2 separate regions of the Mus musculus genome follow, and region 2 is linked to region 1. The links are chromatin contacts, called in public Hi-C maps. All regions are on one chromosome and are shown on one strand. The core of a region is the stretch at or near the end of the contact, and the rest is flanking DNA. Distances in the headings are between cores, read along the strand shown.

Region 1 (5,154 bases), core at 1,375-3,874:
TTACCTTCGCGGTAGAAAAAAGAGCATTCCCCAGCCCTGCCAGCCCTTAGACACATACCCATCATGGTCCACCGCACAGAGAGAAGAGAGAGGCCAGGTGAGCTCTCTTTAAGTTGATACTCAAATACAGGTCCAGGTTTCCAGTGGCATTTCTGAGTTACCCCCTTTGACTGAACGTGCAAATATAGATAGATGGGGGTAACTGGGAGATGCTCTGGGCAGGTTAACTATCATGTCTTTGCTACTTCCTGCATGATTCATATAATACCAGCACCAAATGGCTAGCATAGCATGAGGCTCAGATCACATCAGGCAGGAGGACCAGAGCACCAGCCAGGGAAGGGAAGTGTAAAGAGCTAGGGGCATTAAAGAATGGTCACAGGCCCTAAGCTACTAAATCCATGAGTCTATACTGGTCTGAGAGTGTAGTGTGGTTGCTATCTGTCTTTCAACCATCTGTGACTTCCAGTGAAAACCTTGGGTGTGTGTGGATATAAAATCCAGAAACGCTTATAATGCCAAATGCATAATTCTGCTTGCAGAGCCTGCCATTAAGTCGTGTGTAAAATAAGAATTCGACTGTCTGCCTGTGTAAGATATTTTTCTATCAAACCTCAAGAAGCCAGATGAATATTAGAATATGCTACACAAGAAATGCCTGGCTGGTTCCAAAAGGAGAGCAAGCACTGTAAAGCAATTAATAAATGCTATTTACGAGCGGTGATTAGCTCTTTTCTTGTGTTGCGTTATTGGTGAGGGGATGTAGGAAAACTCATATAGCCACTCTGTTGGAATCTCGATTTGAAAGGGAACAAGAACCCTAGATTCCCACCCCTTCTACTCATTCCACAAAGCCTAAATCTTACAAACGTAAGGATCAGATGCAAAACTTCTGCTTGTGAGGGAGACGCCTGGGTACGTGGAAGTCTGGCTAAAACCAATGGCAACGATCACCTAATGATGCCCCTGTGGTAAGTGCGCCTGGTGGCTCTGCCCTGGTTCTCTCCTACAAATCACAGGGAACTAACAAGAACAACGCAGCACTTTTTTTTCCTTTGTCTTCTTATTTCTTTGGCGAAACATAGCATCTCCCCCCAAGTCTTTAATCAGACAGTTGGCACTCGTCTGTTCTGCAAATGCAATATTCCTTAATTGTGTTTCTTAATACAATTACAGAGCTGTGCTTTGGCCGCGCTGGCTCACAGAACCGTGCCAAGATCGAGCCCAGTCAGAGCCACAAAAGTTTAAATGCCACACGTTACAGAAGTGCCTACCAGCCCCTGCCACCGTAGGATCAGAACCAATGAAACTAACTGCTCAAAAGGCAGAGGCAGCAGGGAGAGGTAGAAGGTGGACATCTCACTCTCTGCACTGTGGTACTCACCCACTGCTCCTCACTCTAAATACTATTTTCTCTTTCTTGCATTTCAGTCTACAATTCCATTAAATATAATAACAGCGTAGAAATACAAAGAACATCTTTTTTTTTTTTCAGCACGAAAAAACTTTCATTTTAAAGCCCACTGTGTGCTCCAAAAATTTAGCAATGCATCAATTTCTCATCGGGGCCAGGGCACACATGGTACTGGAAGCTTTAAAGTTCAGTGTCTTTTCTCTGTATATGGGTTGAACTAAAGACTCCTTAAAGCCAACCCATTCCGATGCTTCTGTTGCCAACCATGCTGATAGAAACTCATCTCTCTGCATAAAATAGACCCACAAATGTCAGCTGAAGGAACGGGATGCACGAGAGAATCAGGATTTCTTCTCATGCGATAAATGTTCACAGCTTGTACCCTTTCCAGAATTTGAGGTTCCCAACACCAGCAACAATTACAGTTTTTGGATTGACCTTCAGGAGGGAAGCAAAGGAAGGGATTCTTTCATGAACACCAGGTTTAAAATCCATTTAAAATGTCATTCTACCCTGTTCTGTTCATCTGGGCCACACAAATGACAGCAGAGTGGTTCTAAGCCCCTGGCTGCTGGAATCAACCTCCAAGCCCTGATACACATCGTTTCTGACTGAGCCTGTACCCCTTTCTGGTCCTTCGGAGTTAGAATTTGCGTTAGGTCAGGCCCGGGTTCTGGACAGACTCTCATCAGTTTTCCTGAACTCTTCCATGCAATTGGCAACAAGAAACTGAGGATTCAAAACACAGGGAGGGGAAAACGGCAAAGACAGCAGGCAAGGAAGCCAGCTTGTCAACACTTCCCCGAGGCTGTTGACTCATTACCAGGTGATAACATTTTGAAAGACTCCTCTAGCTGGAAAACTAAGAACGCTAGCTGCTGATCACAGCAAATCTCCCTTGCTTAGTGTACAGTAATGCCACCGCTCCCTCAACCACCAGCACCCCACATTATCCTACTAAGAGTTGTGGGTTGCAAATCCCCCGCCAACTGCCCCTTCCCACTTTGTAGCATACAGTAGGCATCGGCCCATTATCATGACTACGAGGACAGATCTGCTAAAAGCTGATCCCCTAGAGTCCACTCAAAACATCCCAGTATTCCACTTGCCCCTTGCGGGTTAGTTTGGGGACTGGGCAGAACCGGGGAAGGAAACGCTTCCCTAAGGATTGTGCCGCCGCTAGAGGCCGCTCTGAGCCAGATTCTCGCCTAAATCTGCTCTGAAGGGAAATCGCATCAGAGGGAAGAGGCAGCACTGAGTAGCACCGGGAGTCATGGCAACACCATGGCTCCTATTTTTAAACTTGTGGGTGAGTGAGCACACCAAGTGTGCGTGTATGTGCGTGGGGGGAGGGATTGGGGCGCATCTCAGAGGAATATCCTCCCATATGCTTTTGAGTTTTCAGGGGTGAATAATCTGTGTCCAGAAGGTCATCGAATTAAATTGGAACTTGGGATGGAAGAATGTGTTCTTTCCTTAACTTCACTACCTTGGTCTCAATCACAAAAGATCCTTTAGGTCCTAAAGGCACACCTAAATTCCTGATAGCTCCAGCCAGCGTCCTCTTTAATGCTGATCTTTGTTCCTTCCGCGTGCTTTGCCAGCCTCTTGGGTGATTCACTTTGTGTTGCTAGAAGAGTAAGAAGTCTAAGACTGCAAATTAAAGGGATCTTTTTGCGGATGCCCCACTCCTCCTGAGGCCAATCAAAGTGCATGCTGGGTAGCATTTGCATCGTCCAGAACCTTGAACAAGCCTCAGTATAGAAAAAAGGGTGCAGACACCCACTGCCTATGTTATCAATTAAACCAAGTGCAAATGGCATCTAAAATGCAGAAAACTGGCCCAGGTTGGTTCAGCCCGTTTCTTCCCCAGCAGCACTCCCCCACCTCTGTTTCCTTCTGGTCTGCTCTCCGGCAGTGTGTATGCTTTGAACAAGTCCAAACTTATCTAACCTGTCAAAAATGAACGGTGGCCCTGGAGAACATCTGTAAATCAAGACAGAGGTCAAGGTCTTGCTTTTGTCTTAACACATGTCCAACGACAATATTTTCAATGTTCCTCTGACCTTTCTGAGTGCCAACAGACTCTAGAACAGAATGTTTGCCTCCTCCTCTATAGGAGGAATTGCATCGGCCACCTCTATGTAAATGCCAAATGCCGGGACCACGTAGCCATAAAGGCATCTCTTATAGGAGGATTTAATTGAAGACTGTCTGAGAGACCAAGGATTTTTGAAGTAGACAATGCCAGCCAATCAGGAACTGTTGTTTAGAAAAACTGCTCTCTTGGAACCAGTGGAGCATAGGTGGAGGGTATTAAAGGAGCTTGCAGCCGTGCTCAGACGAGTTTGCCACTGCACTTCTTACCTGCTCCCAGAGTCTGTGTCATTTACTCTGTGCCACCTCACCTCCAACCCCAAGGACGGGGAGGGTCAGCAGCCAGTAGTCCAGGGCACAGGCAACACTCTTTCATCACAAGATTCTCAGGTGTGGAGTGATTGGGTATGCTTTTCCATGTATGAGATAAAGAACTTGGGAGCATACAGCCAGAGTAAGAAAGAAACATCATCCTTTCTTGTGTGAAAAGAAAGGGGCCCAGAGCATCATAGCAAAGTGAACCTAGATACAAAGTGGTGTCCCCTGGGATCAATGTAGATGTCTTTAAAACACATTTATTGGATGTTGCCCTCAGGCTCCCTCTGGGTTTCTCATGGTCGAGCAGAGGCTAGTGCACATATGTGTGCAGTGCGTCTTTATTTGTGTATGTATGTATATTTATTTGTATGTGTGTGCACCTGTGTTCATTTGTGTGAGTATATGTTTGTGCATGTGTGGGGGTGTGTTCATTTACTGAGTGTGGGCACATACACACAGAGATCAGAGAATATTCTTGGTTGTCAGCTCTCACCACCTTGCTTGAGGCATAGTCTCTTGTTCCCTGCTATATATGTCAGGATAGCTGGCCTGAGATTTTCCAGGGGTTCCCCTGGGTCCACCTTTTATCCCAACAAAGGAATGCTGGAATTACAGACCCCCACTGCCACTCCCAGCCTTGTGTGAGTTATCGGTACTGCAAGTACTTTACACACCAAACCACCTGCCCAGCCTAAGGAAGAAATTCTTGATTCTGAGCCACTCTGTCCTGCGAGTTAATGCTATGATCTTCACAATCAAAGTCCTTCACATTTGAGTCAGTACTGAGGGAAAGGAAGTGGTCCAAGGTGGGTCGACATCCGGGGGCCCACTGCCTCTGAGATTTGTACAGTGTGGGCTGGAAATGGGATCCCACCTGCAAGTCAAATGTAAATGTAACCCACTCTGTTTGAACTCCATTTTTCTAACCTGAGAAAATACGGAGGCAATAATGCTCTAGGCTATACTCTCCAGATTAAATGATGCTGCACAGAACACTTGGCACATAGTAGTCATTCAATAACCCTTAAAAAAATAATTTTACTAAATTGCTGAAGCTTAGTGTTTTCAAGTCCCAAGCCTCCTTTTTTTTGTTCCTGATTATAGGAAGTCTTTTAATGGAAATTTTATAAAGGTAAGATAGAGCTCTTGGGCTCCTGAAATCAAGGCTAATCAATATAATTTAAGTTTCCATTGATGACTTCACAATGACTATGCTGTTTTGCTACATGGAGATCATTTATACTTCTGGGCAGTGTTTGAGATTTTCCCCAGTAGCCTTCCTGTGGTGCTTCTCAAGGTCTTCTGCTGGGTTTCCCTAATGCTGT
Region 2 (5,154 bases), core at 1,819-4,318, 100 kb after region 1:
GCCGATTAGGCCATCTTTTGTTACATATGCAGCTAGAGTAAGCTGGATTCTTTAAGAGTATGTTTCATTAAGCCTGTGTTCCACTGTTGTAAGTTACAATGGGTTTGCCTGTATAATCATTGATCCCATGATACTGCATATATGAAATATATTTTCTCTGCCCTGTCTTCAACACTGGCCTAAGACGAGAATGCCACCTTGTTGCCAGATGATAAGAAAGGTTTAGCAAGTGGTGGGTAACAACCTCTTCATAACTGAGGAGGCCTCGATGGCCTCATTCTGCTGGCTTCCCACCACATTTTATACACTAGGAAAGAATATTCCGACTTCACAGCATCAGGGATTGTAAGTGACAACCAGGGAGAAACTAGGATCATCTGAACTGCCCTCCCCACCCACACGCCAGATTTCTCCTCAGTAGCAACCAAAGAGTAAACACCCAAACTGAAGGTCATTCTAAAAGTGCTTTCTGAATGTGATACAAAATCTGAAAATTTCAGTGGAAGGCTCCTACCATTCCCTGAAACATACACACCTCTAACTTGCAATGGCAAGCTAGAGGTGCAAGCTGAAAATATAGCCACCTACTTGCCAACTTTTGGAGATGTAACAGATCAATGGGAAGATCTATCCACAGCTCTAGGTCAAACTCCAAAAGCAAATCAAAATGCCAAGTCCAGCTCACAGCTAAGAGCTCGTCTTTCAACCTAAGTGCAAATCCATTAGCAGCCGTGACCCTGCCTGGATTGCCCATTCTGTCATGGCTGCCTTGCTGGTGAACCTTGGCCTATGACAGCACCCTCCTTGTTTACCTAGCTAATTGTGTTGGCGTTCTCCCTTCACCTCTCTCACAGGTCAAGGAACATGATGTCCACACAGTTGAATCAGTGACCTTGGATTTGCTAAAGGTGATAATCAGGGCATAGAGAGGGGAAGGCCCAAATTGCTAAACAGCGCTTTTTAGCCAATGGTTTCAGGAACGGCTACTAAACGCCCTAATGGGTAAGACCCATGATTACTTCCTTCAAAATTGATCCCTATCCCATCTCATAAATCAAATTGCTTGCTTCAATAAAAAAATTCTGGTGACCAAGTTATTTTCCAAAATGACTGTCCCAGGTACTTAGTAATAATGACCTAGTTCTCCTCTCTGTGTGTGTGTGTGTGTGTGTGTATATGTGTGTGTGTATGTGTGTGTGTGTATGTGAAAGAGAGAGAGAGAGAGATTTCAAAGCATGCCTGAGCTCATTCATTCCTCTGAACATTTATCAAAAGAGTCTTTTCTAATTGGCCTTAATGTAATAATAAAGAAGCAGAAAGGGATGCATGGTCTACCTTGTTCTCTCCATCCTCTTTCTCTCTCCATTCTCATCCAGTCTATAACTTTAGGGTCTCAGGTAGCCTACTGTGAAACAGAAGTACCCCGAGGGAAAGAAAGGCCACCATTGTCCAGCCTGCCCTCATTCTTTTCTCCCACCTTTCTCTGTGCCCACCTCCTCCCTCCTACCTTTTGAACACTGACAGCCTCTGTTGTTCTCTGTTCCTCTTCCTGTTGCAGTGATAAGGTACAAAAGCAACTTTAAGGAGGAAGGGTTTATTCTGGTTCACAGTTCAAGGTACAGTCTGCCATAATGGGAAAGTGTAGGTAAGGAGCTGGCCACACAGCCGAGAAACAGAGCACTGTACGCATGCTGCTGCTAAGTTCTTAGGTCATTTAGATAGCTCGGGATGCCTTGAACAGGGATTGATGCCAGCCACAATTAGCATGGAGCTTCTCATATCAATAAACACATTAAAGAAAATCCCTGAAGTGAAGTTGGCAGTTGACCCTAACCATCACACTTTTATAATACCAAACTTTCTGAGAGTATGTAGTGTCCTGGGACCCTGTGAATTTCATTGTCAAGCTGGCACGATTTAGAATCACGCATCTGTTTGGAAGCACACATCTGTATCTATGAGGCTGTTCTCAGAAACATGTAATGGAGCAGAAGAGACATATCCTGAAAGTGGGCAGCACCTTTCCCAAGTGAGAGTCCTGGCCAAATAAGGAGATGCAAGCTGGGTACCAGCATTCAGCTCTTTCTGCTTCCTGACCACAGATAAAACATGGCCGCCACCTCATAACCCTGCTACCATGAGTTCCACATCACAATCAGCTATGCCTTCAAACTCTGAGGTAAGGCAAACCTTGTTTCCTAAGTTGTTTTTAAGGAATTTTGTCACAGCATTGAGAAAAATAATTAAAACAGACCCTGAAATGCCTTGTGTGGGAAAGATGTTTGCACCCCCATTCACGCTGAGTCCGTTTATCGCCCTAGTGTCTCCTAAAGTAGCTGTGAGCCTGCTGGAAAGATTTGAGGACATTGGAAGTCTAAACAGCAGAGCATCTTCCTCGCCACATTCCTCTCACAAAAGGCTTTTTGGTAAAACAGAAATTCCTTAGTGTCACCCAAACCAAACAGATATTAGGTGCAAAGACAGCAAAAGAGGACTCTGATGGTCTCAAGAACCTCCATGGGCACAGACTGCCAGGGACGGGGTTGGAGGATGCATGTAGGCAGAGCATTGAGGAAGTATAAAGACCCACCCAGCTCTGACTACAGGTACTTAAATTAGCATTCTGGGGGAGAAAAGCAGGCAAGGGCTTAAGGAAGCAAGAGAGGAGGGAGGGAGGGAGAGAGAGAGACGCAGAGACACAGAGAGACAGACAGAGACAAAGTGTGAGACAGAGACAGACACAGAGAGAGACAGAGACAGAGAGAGACAGAAAGGGGCAGAGAGACATTCCGAGAGAGACAGAGATACAGACAGAAATAGAGAGACTGAGAGACATGCAGAGAGAGAGAGAGACAGAGAATGAGATAGACACAGAGAAACAGAAACAGAGACAGAGATGGAGAGACCACATCAGAAAAAAAAAGGAAGGAAGGAAAAGCAGCTGCAATGTGTCCTAATTTGGAGAACCCGGCCACATTGCCATGGCAACCCTGAATCGCCACAAGGCAGCCAGGCAGGGCTTTAAACACTGAGTTAAATAGTTTAACTATGAAAAAGAAAGAAACAGATGTAGGGGGCTTTTTAAAAAAATTCCGAAAGAAAGGCCTGGAGCCTGCAAAGGTCCAGAAAGAGACGCTGTCCTGGCCTGGCTGGATTTCAAGAGAGATTTCAAGAGTGGAGCCAAGGGCTCTACTCTGGATCTTCCTTCTCTGATCTGGGCAGGCTGGAGACTCGGTATGTGTCTATAGCTAACCTCTACCTTAAGAAAAATCCCCCTAATGACAGTTGGATGCTAAGCTAGACATTCCTCAGGCATCTGGGCGATGCTCAGAACTACAGCCCAAAGTCAAACCTGTACATCACTCTGAGGCCTTGTTCAGTGAGCCACAGGACACGGTAGTCTCCTAAAGGCAAAGATACTGAGACCACAGAGGGCTAAGCTAGGCAATGGTGTGGCTGCACCTGTAACCTATACATGGCACACTGGCCTATGGGGCCTGTATGCCTACACAGTTCTGGGCTATTGGGGGGGAGGGAGAGGCACATTTCACATGTTTAAAACAAGAAATTAAAAGCCACCCTGAAACCATGCCTCTGTGAGCTTCACCGTGTGGGATGCTTTCAGATGTAGGCAGCGATGACAGCAATTTGGAAAAGAGTTTTCAGAGTGGCTCTGGACCTTTGGAAAATATGAATTAGCATATAAAACTGTTCTTCCATCTGGAACATTAATTACTCAAATTACACACTTAGTGTTCGACATTTTGCTTTACCTGGCAAAAAGGCCCTCGACTCCTTGCCTACTGCAGCCCTTTTGATCTTCTGCTGTTAACAACAAAAGTTCCTCTTCCCTTACCTACCCCATCACATCCTCTTACTCCTCTGGTGGGGCCCAGGATCTCCTGTGGGAGCTGAGGGTGCCATGTGACTGGGCCGTGTGGGATCAAGCCAGACAGCATCGAGTTGGTCATGCCACACAGCCACTCGGTGTCAAAGGAGGGAGTGGTGTGTGTCACAGGTATCCAGGCAACTGGACAAGCTCTGAGATGAGCTTGGGATGGAGATGACACTGGGATGGAGAGTCCATTTTCCTTGTAGCTGGACACCAGTAATGAACCCAGAAGAGCTCCGCTTTTCCCCCAGGCCACGTTCATCATCTCCTTTCTTGTACATCAACTTACATTACACCCCTTGCTCTATCTTCATATCCCCAGCTGCTGTAGCTGACCAGCTACTTCCTCTTTTCTGCTCTACATGAGCATCCACTGAGTACCCACCCCACCAACACTGCCCAGAAGCCTACCATGTCTCTCTCACGGCCAAGACCCAAGGCAAATGACAGAGAACACATGGCAAGCTTCCCTGGGTCCCATGACAAATGAAATCGGGCCTTTCTCACTGTGAGCCCCCTTTTCTGAGCCTCTCCCTGTCCCCTAGGCCAGACCTTTTATTAAGTCTTGTCCCAAACCCTTAACTTCTTCCATCCGGCTCCGGCTCTCCTCCGTGCGACCATTGAGAAGGTTGAATGAACCATCTATTGCATGGGGCCAAGTGCCTGGCAACAAGAAGGGCTTCCATCTCGTCAAGCAATGTGCTAGGCGCCCGGGCATTTGTTTCACTGGCAAGACTGGCATTATCCATCTGATTGGACAGTGCGGAACCCAGTGCTCACAAAGGTTATGTAATATCCGAAGTCAAAACTGGTAGGAACTACTAAATCCAGTTTGATGCTCAAAGCACTGCATTGAATCTCTACCCACTTCTCAGTGGGGCCTCAAATTGCCTCCACAGAAGCATGGTGTTGGCAGAGTGGCCAGAAGGTGACAATTCCAAGGAGTGCTGAAGACCTCTGCAAAGCCCAGATAGTGTCTGCATGGAGCATGTGTATTTATTTGCAGGCTAGCCTCTCCTGGAGCTACTGTGGCCCACTGCCTTTCTAATAAACAGGATCAAGCTTTTGGTTAAGGAAAAACATCATGCTATGTATTCCTGAACTGTAATACTGTCATCTCCAGGCCGGTGCCTGAGTCAACCAGAGATGTGATGGTTCAGGAGGGGCAACTAAGAGGAAAGGGGAAACTACTTTCCTTTCAGTAAAATTAAATGAGGAAACGTCTCCATAGCAGAGGGACACATTAGATAAACGGGACAGAT

The links. Hi-C and Micro-C count contacts between places; a contact is called where the count stands out from the background.
Region 2: a Hi-C map of cerebral cortex shows a contact between it and region 1, with 3 times the contacts expected there. The contact joins two enhancer-like sites. A contact is called at or near these places in 9 of 484 Hi-C or Micro-C datasets (adipose-derived mesenchymal stem cells, cerebellum, cerebral cortex and 5 more).

The regions. Positions count from the first base shown.
Region 1 is chr6:135,905,102-135,910,255 of GRCm38.p6, forward strand. All of the region lies in intron 5 of Grin2b (glutamate receptor, ionotropic, NMDA2B (epsilon 2)), which reads right to left. Among named protein-coding and RNA genes, the nearest start is that of Gm14330, 55 kb to the left of the region's middle. Within about 2 kb of position 2,625, at least 37 of the 459 cell types and tissues checked have an H3K27ac peak or open chromatin away from gene starts, as enhancers often do. A contact at or near this core is called in cerebral cortex and cortical neurons, where this site is marked.
Region 2 is chr6:136,007,498-136,012,651 of GRCm38.p6, forward strand. All of the region lies in intron 4 of Grin2b (glutamate receptor, ionotropic, NMDA2B (epsilon 2)), which reads right to left. Among named protein-coding and RNA genes, the nearest start is that of Gm14330, 160 kb to the left of the region's middle. Within about 2 kb of position 3,069, at least 49 of the 459 cell types and tissues checked have an H3K27ac peak or open chromatin away from gene starts, as enhancers often do. A contact at or near this core is called in cerebral cortex and cortical neurons, where this site is marked.